Regions from separate parts of the Ovis aries genome. Here all the other regions are linked to region 1. A link is a contact called in public Hi-C data. All regions are on one chromosome and are shown on one strand. Each heading gives the region's core, a stretch centred on a gene start, on an enhancer-like site or on the middle of the called end of the contact. The rest is flanking DNA. Distances are from core to core; before and after follow the strand shown.

Region 1 (2,700 bases), core at 90-2,589:
GTCCACTCTGTGGGGGAACTTCAGTCGGTCCCGGGACCCCCTCACCACCTGCCCTGAGATCCTGGGCACAGAGCTGTTTGATGCTCCTTAATTTCACCGTGCAACAGTCCCACCTGCCTCCCCGGGCCGCCGTTGCTCCGTGCCCGGCTCTGCCCACAGCAGGTGCCCGATAAAGGAGGCCTTTGGTGTTGTCTTTGAGCTGCCCAAGAGCTGTGTCCTGGGACTCAGCGTTGCCCCTGTCGTTTCCTGCTCATCGGCCTCTCGAGGCCGTCTCCATGGCCTGCAGGGATGCTTCAGGCCCGCAGCCTGATATTTGGGAGCTCTGGCCTGCTTGGGGAAGGGGGTGCAGCCCCTCAGGGGCTGATGGCGCACCCACCCACCCGCTCCCGCCAGGCCTGCTGTGGCAGCTGCGGCCCAGTGACGTGGAGGTGGAGCTCCTGGCGCACACGAGGCAAGTGGTGAGCCGCGAGCTGGAGGAGGAGACAGGGCTGCACACGGGCTGGATCCAGAACGGTGGCCTGTTCATCGCGTCCAGCCGGCAGCGTCTGGATGAGTACAAGAGGCTCATGTCGGTGGGTGCACCCCCGCGGGCGGGGGTGGGCAGCGTAGTGCAAGGGAGGAGCCCCGGTGGATGCGGCTGGAGCCTCGCCCTGCCTCAGCTGGGCTGGGCCCCCTGCGACAGGCGCCTTTGCCTCCGAGCCTCGGCATTCTCACCTTTGAAATGGGATCCTGTCGAGGAGCATGGTTCTGCTGAGCCTCAGAGGCAGAAGAGGCCCAGTGGATGGGGGTTGCCACCACGCGCGGTGCTCCTGGGGGTCAGGCTGAAGGATGAACCCGCACAACCCGGGAGGCAGGGACCGCTCTTCCCCCAGCTCTGCCGGAGATGCTTAGGGAACATCGTTGTCAGGGAGATGGCAGAGGAAGCCTTACACCGTGGAAGGCCCGCTGTTGGGGTGGAGTGTTGGTCCTTCACCCAGAGCAGCCAGGGCTGGCCCCCACATTCCAGGGCATGGAAGGGACGAGTTTCTCCAGCGATGCATCGGTTACCGAGCACCAACTGTATACTGGCAAGCAGAACCGGCGGCGTGGGAAGCGGAGGCGCACTGTTGAGGGGACGCTGTGTTCCCCTGAGTGCCCCAGCGGAAGCAGCGGCAGCTGGCTTCGTCACAGCAGGGCGGGGGATCTCTGGGGTCAGGAGGCGGTCTCGTTCTGCCTCCTCCCACCACCTCTTCCCCAGCTACTCACTCATCAGCTGGGACGGGTCACCTTGGGGGGTTTCAGCTCAAGTTCGGAGCGAGGTCTCTGCCACCTCTCAGTCAGGATGCGCCGAGAGGGAATCTGATTGGCTCAGCTCATCTCTAGTGGGGCTGGAGAAGGAAATGGCCACCCACTCCAGCATTCCTGCCTAGGAAATCCCATGGACAAAGTCTGAGTCTGGCGGGCAACAGTCCCTGGAGTTGGACACGACTTAGCCACTGAGCACATCTCTGGTTGGGCAGGTCCTGATGGGCGGATGCCTGCGGACACTTGATTGGCTGCCCGTTGACCAATGAAATGCGTCAGGGGTGTGGTCTGTCACGCAGTTGGCTCCTGGGACAGAGGACCTGCTGGTCTCTGGGGAGTCAGTCTGACCAACACACCTGGTTCAAGCTCCAGATATCAGACCTGTGGGGATTATTTTATTTATTTTACATAGCAAGTCCTTATGTGCCCGGGCCCCAGAGACTGCTTCTGAGCACTGCACAGGTTCCTCACTCTTCCTCGGAGCTGGCCCAGGGGACAGGAGCTTCCCCAGGCATGGCTCACAGTTCCTGGGGGTGCCAGGGTCAAAACTGACCCTTGGAGGCCCAGACAGGGAGGCGAGTGGCTGGAAGGATCTGCCCCATCCCCAGGCTCACTTTCCTCTGCGTTCCCCTAGTTGGGCAAGGTCTACGGCATCGAGTCCCACGTGCTGAGCCCCGGGGAAACCAAGGCTTTGTATCCGCTGATGAACGTGGAGGACCTCTACGGGACCCTGTACGTGCCCCACGACGGTACCATGGACCCCGCCGGCACCTGCACCAGCCTCGCCCGGGCCGCCACCGCGCGGGGGGCGCAGGTACGACCGTCTCCCGGCCCTGGGCCCCCCGCTCTGAGCCTGGCCCTCCTGCCCAGGAACATGAGCTCCCTCTGCGCTGAGACCACGGGCCAGCGGGGACCCGAGCCCCTGACCCGCTCCTGCCCAGGCTAGCCAGCCGCTTCGGTCTGTCCATGATGTCCACTCTCCCCAGAGGCCCCACCCTGCTGGGATAGCAAACCTGCCACAAATCTCTTCTCCTTTTGACTTGAGTCCACATGTAGTTGTAGGAAAAATTAGAAAAGACAAATAATCAAGGAAGAAGACATGGAGAAAGCTGAAGAAAGAAAAGAGTCACCCAGAGGCCCCCAGTGTTGACACTTTAGTGTTACCGCGAGTATATTTCTCTGGAGAAGTGAACCAAGCTGCACTGACCTTCACGCGACCTTTGAACTGCAGCATCTGCCAGTCCCTTGAGCCCTCCTTTTTCTCTTTAAAGTCTCTGTTTAGGGGGACAGGTTCTCCACATCAAGGAGCACGGAGCCGGTTCCCGCCCTGTGGTCAGCCCCATGTCCCCGATGGGGCTGCATGAAGCCTGCCCGAGCAGAAGCAGGGGTCCCGGGTCCCGACCGGGCTGGGTGGGC
Region 2 (2,864 bases), core at 310-2,809, 160 kb after region 1:
GGCAAGAATCCTGGCGTGGGCTGTCATCTCCTTCCCCAGGGGATCTTCCCGGACCCAGGATCGAACCCGCGTCTCCTGCACTGGCAGAAGGGTCCTTTACCACTGAACCACCAGGTAAGCCCATGCTTGGCCTCCCTGCCAGGGGTCAAATCAAGGGCTGCCTCCAGCCTCCTGGGCCCTCAGCCTCCCTTATCTGCCCCTGAGATAGGAGTACCAGCTGGGGGCCTGCAGTGACCTCTGGCCAGGGTCTGTCTCAGGTCCTGAGTGTCACTTGCCAGTGGGTTGGAGGAGTTTCGGAAACCCCCAAGCCCATCCTCCTCTAGCCCAGAACCAGAGAGGGGAGCCAGTTTGCCAAACCCACACAGCCATCTATGTGGCCAACTAGCCCCCAGACCCCAGGGCAAACAGAGATAAATTCCAGTGAAAGAAGGTAGAAGGCACCCGCCGCCCGATGCCTGCCAGGCCTGAAAACAGCTCCTCATCTGCCCCCTCTCCTCCTCCACCAAACCCTCACCTCCTCGTGGGCTCAAGCACCTGCAAATTACCAGGAGCTACGCCAATGCCAGCCTCGCACCCCAAGAATGTCTCCCTGCCCCAGACGCGGCAGCAGTCCACCCCGAAATTTGGAGCTGAGACCTTAAGATCCGCAACTCCCCAACCGCCTGCCTGCCTGCCCACTCACCACCCGGGGGCTGCCCCTCCCCCGCAGGCCCCCACTTGCACCCCCACCAGCCCCCTCTGCAAGCACGGACCCCCGTCGGCAGTACCATTGGCTCGTCTGTGGCCCCGGCTCCTGCCTGCAGGCTGAAGACAGGTGCTGAGCCGGCCGCACACTTGGTTTTCATTAAGGCTCCCAGACAGCCGTGGCTGCAGGCCAGGCCCGGCTCACGCGGGATCCAGCCCTCCCTGGGGTCCAAAAACAGCCACCACCGGCCAGCGGGAGAGGCTTGCCCTGCAAGTGAGGGCTTTGGGCTCGGGGAGGCTAGGAGCTGAGGGACCCCCACTCCCACTGCCCAGACCGGGCTCAGAGGGTCTGGACCCTCCCCAGGAGTCCCTGGTCCTGTTATATAACGGCTCCCCAAGGGGCCGGGGCTGACCTGCAGGCACTGGGGGCCGCACCTTCGTCCTGGGAGGGCAGCCGTGGGAAGGGAAGCGAGACGGCGGGGGAGGTGGCCTACCTGGCTGGGGCTCGGCAGGGTGTCCTCGCGGGGGAAGGGGCCGCGGTCGCGGGCAGGCTAGCCAGGTGCGCGGTGCAGGGGGAGGCTGGGACGCCGAGGGCCGTGGGCTGTGCCTCTCTCTGTCTGCTCCCCCGCCCCCTGGCCGCCTCCCTCCTCCACTTCAAAGCGCACCCACGAGAGGGGGTTCCCAGGGAGGCGCAGCCCAGCGGCGGCCGGGCGGGCGGGCGCGGCGGCCTTTATAGCTGTCAGGCAGACGGGGAGGAACTCACACTTCCCACCAGGCTGCTCCCCCGCCCGCCGCCCCGCCGGCCGGCCCGGCGCACACTTTAACCCGCTCCGCGCCTCTGGAGCACGGCCAGGCCGGCCCAGCTGCCTGCCGCCGCCGTGAGTGGAGAGGCCGCCGGCCCGGGGCCACCACGCGGGTCCGCGTGTCTGGGTAACCAGACGGAGTGGCCGCTGTCCCGGGGTCACAGGGGAGCTCGGTGCAGAGGGTGGGGGAGCAGAACTGAGCCCCAGGCTCGGTCCGTTGGATGCCTGCCTCCCTCGGGGGGCGGGGTATGTGTGGGGGTGCCGTCTCTGCCCCTCCCCAGAATGGATCCTAGGTGTGTGAGGCAGCCATCTGATGGCTGGTGCTTACAGATGGTGAGGCTGGGGTCTGGCGGGGCGGGGGGGACACCGGGCTCTGAGGTCACCCAGCCAGGCTTGGAGACATTTCTCCTGAGCAGCGGAGGGACTGACCGAGACCCGGCGCAGGCCCCAGCCAAGGGTCCGGGGACGGGACAGGAGGGCCCGCAGCCCGCGGACCAGACAGCTCGCACAGCCGGAGCCAGCGGCGGGGAGGAGCGCGGAGCTTCGCAGATGTTCACACCAGCTTGGCAGGGCACACGGCCTGGCTGGGCGCGCGCCAGCTGGGCAGCCCCTGGCAGGCCGGCGTGGGGCTCCAGCCTGCGTTCCTGCTGAGTCAGAGCGTGGAGCAGAGCACGGAGCCAGCAGCATGCACTCCAGCCGCACCCCCCTCCCTCCCCGGCACCCAGGGGGCACCCCAGACACTGCAAGTAGCCCCGGAAGCAGGCCAGGCCCCCGCCCCACACACCAGACCCTCCAGAGCCCGGCACACAGGGGCACCTCCACACACGGTGGGCGTGGAAGGGGGCGACCCCGGGCCACTGCAGCCATCCCCGGCCTCTGCGCTGCAGACGGCTCACAGCGGCGCCTGGAGAGCCCTCCCCCTCCTGCATCCTCCCTGCCGGAAGGAACTGCGGAGCTCCTCCAGGCTGAGAACCATTCCACCCCTGGGAAGCTCTGCCACCAGCAGGAGCGGGGGGGGGGGGGGAGGAGAGCCAGCAACCGCACCCGCCGCCCTGCCACCGTTGTCCCTCCTGCGTGAGTCCTTCCTGCCTGCAGAGAGCTAGGAGATCCCCATTTTATAGACGGGGAAACTGAGGCTCCGAGACTGCCCAGGGACGCCCAGGCTTGCACGTCTGGTAAGCAGCACAGCCCAGCCCCCTGGTGAGCACATCCCCGCCACAGCAGGCTCTTGGATCGCGTTCATCCTCTCCAGACTCTGGGGAGGCAGGTCTTATCCATCTCTGCTTCTCTTCCCCTGGGGCCCCTGTGATGTTCGGTGGAAACCAGGCCCACGCTGCCCCCTGTTGGCACACTGGATCACGGACACGATGGGACCTG
Region 3 (2,848 bases), core at 9-2,508, 200 kb after region 1:
GGGTGCTCAGCCTCCAGAGCCCACTCAGCTCCCACCCCATCTCCTCCCCCCGGAGACTCCTGGCCCTCCTGGAAACTCGCTGGGGGTGGTGCTGAGGCTGGTAGAGAGGTCGGGGTCAGAAGCTCGCCTGAGCCCAGGCGGGGCGCCTGCCCAGCAGGTCAGGGCCGCCGGGCTCCCAGCCCCAGGGCTGCAGCCTTCCTCCGTCTCTTTGCCTATGGCCAGTGGGTGTCCCTGAGGGCTGGTCAGGGGGCAGAGGGCGGCCTGGGCCCGGGATGAAGCCCACCAGGTGGAATCCAGCCTCCCACGACCCCAAGGTCCTCCCTGGGACAGCGTGGTGGTCCTGGTGGAGACACTGGAGTCGCGGGGCTGGGCTGCAGACCCACGGCCACACAATGGAGCCCCTCAGAGACGAAGGCCCGGCCTGGCCTGCTGCTGTGGCCTCTGGTCCGTGGCACTGAGCGAAGCCTGGGGGAAGGGGGAGACCCCTGGGGGCAGATCCCGCCTGTTATTTGGAGCCCCCAAGCCCTGCTACTGCAGATCAGGGTGAGCCCACCCCCCACAGACGAGGGCCAGAGCCCAGGCACAAAGCCCTGCAGCCACCTCCCAGCACCGGGACGTCAGCTGGTCGCAGGGCAGCTCTGAGCCTTGGAAGACAGACTCCCCCCCTCCACCGGGTTCTCAGTGTCTGCACACAGACTAGCGCTCCAGGGCGCCGACGGACAGCAGCTGCGAGGGACGGCCCTCGCTGAGCCCTCCTCCTCCTCTGCCTCTCCAGGGACCCCAGTGGTCCAGTCCTGGGGGACCCCCACGGGGCGCCCAAGCCCCCTCCCCTCCCCCAATCTCGAGCTGCCCTCGGGTCTCCCCGGTGGAACATTGTTGACATACTCTAAGCCATCAGCAAAACAAGATGAGAATTCAGTAATTGCTTTTGGCAGGGAGTCCCTGGGCCAGCACAGGGGCCAAAAATAACCGAGGAGAGGGTTCCCGGGCCACCTGCGGCCTCAGTGCGGGCTCTGTCTGAGTGCTGGAGAGGGGCCCCGTCGCAGGGCAAGGTGGGCGCAGGGTGGGCTGGAGGGACACGGGAGCGGCGGGGACGGAGCGAGGCTGTCGCTTCCAACATCGCAAAGCAGGGAGCGACTGGCCATCCAAAAATACGTGACGTCACTCTCTAGCAGGAGGAGCAGCTGCTGGGCGACTCTGCGGCCCACACATAGTTGGCTGCATCCCGGGAGAGGGTGTTGGCTGAGGCCATGAAAAGGCGGAAAAAAACGCCAGGCTGGCCGGCCACGCTCGGCCCCAGCCCCGCCCTCCCCAGGCCCGGCCAGTGCTGGCCGCAGGGGAGGGGCGTGAACCCCAGAGTGGTGGGAACCGGGGTCACGGTGCACCTGGCCAGGGCGGAGGGCGGGGCGGCGGGACCCTGGGTCTGACCCTTCCCAGTGCAAAGGCCAAAGCAGGAAGGAACGCGCTTCACCGGTCAGGCCTGACCCAAGTCCACGTCACAGGACCAAGCAGGGGCAGGCAGCCAGCATGGAGACCGGCCAGCCTTGCCCCAGCCTTTGCTGCTGCCCCTTCTTGCCCCAAGCAAGACACACCTGCCCATGAGGCGTGCCCGGCCAGAACCCCGAGAACGTCCCCGGAAGCATCTGCTGGGGGCTGTCTGGCCGGCTCTGTGGTGAGGAGACCAGAGGAGTCCAGCCATGGTCGGGCTCTGGGGACTGGCCACCCCGCACCATGGAGAAAGCTGATTGTCCCCTCTGCCCGCCCGCCTGCCTGCCTCTGGTGCCAGCCCCTCAGCCCCCACCCCTTGAGGGGAGGGGGTTTCCAGCATCACCTCCCTCCTGCCTCTTTAACTCTCACCTTGCCAAGGACGCAGGGCAGGAGCAGGTCTCAGACACGGGCCCTAGAGGCCCCCGCTCCCTGTGGGAGACCAGGCCAGCTGTCTGGGGCCCCTTGTCCTTCTCCCCTCAAGAGATGCCTGAAGGCCTCTGAGGACCATTCCCCAGTGCCCCGGTGCCCTGGGGCCCAGCACAGAAGAGGGGGCCCAGGTCTGGAGCACACCCACAAGCCTGCCCCTTCAGTCTCCAGGCCACTTCCACAGGGAAGGAGGAGTCGATGGTCTGTAGCAGTTAGCAGTGCTTGAGGCTGCAACACCCAGAAAACCAGCCCACACAACAAGGTGCCCAGCCTCCACACCCCCAAAGAACCAGCTCCTGCTTCATCCCTGCTCATCATCCTCGCCTGGGCTCCCACCTCCTGCTTGCAAGAGGGCTGCTGCACCGCCAGGCAACACGACTGAATTCCAGGCAGGAAGAAGGGGATAGGACCCGAAGCCTTGCTAATCAGGAAGGCGGCCCTCTCTGGACACTCGGGACTAACCACACCCCTGGCCAGAAGGGACTCACGTGGCCACCCAGCTGCAGGGCGGCTGGAGGGCCTGTGAGTTGAGTAGGCACGCTGCCACCCCAGACACCATCAGGGCCCTCTTGGGAAGGAGGCAGAATGGAGTAGAGGAGCAGTGTGGTCCCACTGACCCGCGGACTGATGAGGAAAGGAGACTCGGTCTGGGGCTCGCCCACGGCCACAGAGCTGGAGAGAGCTTGGCGGAGAGGAAGCCACGGAAAAGTCTCTCCCCCAGGGTGGGGCCTCCAGGCCCTAGGGGCCGTTTGAACCCTGCCTGGCAAACACGCACAAGCTCACACCCAGGCTACGAGGAAAGAGGCCAGCTCCATGCCATCCCCAGGCTCCCGTAGCAGCGCCAGACAGAGCAAGCACGCACACGTGTACATGCACACACGCCTGCTTGTGTCACACAAGTACGTGTGGGCATGCGTGCTAAGTCGCTTCAGCC

Evidence for each region. Hi-C and Micro-C count contacts between places; a contact is called where the count stands out from the background.
Region 2: a Hi-C map of hypothalamus shows a contact between it and region 1, with 4 times the contacts expected there. The contact joins the promoter of ADAMTSL2 here to the promoter of LOC121819259 in region 1. A contact is called at or near these places in 4 of 16 Hi-C or Micro-C datasets (hypothalamus, omental adipose tissue and tail adipose tissue).
Region 3: a contact with region 1 is called in a Hi-C map of liver, with 2.0 times the contacts expected there. The contact joins the enhancer-like site here to the promoter of LOC121819259 in region 1. A contact is called at or near these places in 2 of 16 Hi-C or Micro-C datasets (liver and tail adipose tissue).

What each region holds. Positions count from the first base shown.
Region 1 is chr3:2,375,237-2,377,936 of ARS-UI_Ramb_v3.0, forward strand. LOC121819259 (basic proline-rich protein-like) reads right to left here and starts at 1,340. Exons shown (of 2, transcript XM_042247997.2): 1 at 715-1,340; 2 at 1-545. SARDH (sarcosine dehydrogenase) reads left to right here. Exons shown (of 21, transcript XM_042247993.1): 3 at 394-572; 4 at 1,919-2,098.
Region 2 is chr3:2,535,173-2,538,036 of ARS-UI_Ramb_v3.0, forward strand. It overlaps ADAMTSL2 (ADAMTS like 2), which reads right to left and starts at 1,560. Exons shown (of 19, transcript XM_060413735.1): 1 at 1,179-1,560.
Region 3 is chr3:2,572,088-2,574,935 of ARS-UI_Ramb_v3.0, forward strand. No RefSeq gene overlaps it. Among named protein-coding and RNA genes, the nearest start is that of SLC2A6, 10 kb to the right of the region's middle. Within about 2 kb of position 1,259, at least 23 of the 54 cell types and tissues checked have an H3K27ac peak or open chromatin away from gene starts, as enhancers often do. A contact at or near this core is called in liver and tail adipose tissue, where this site is marked.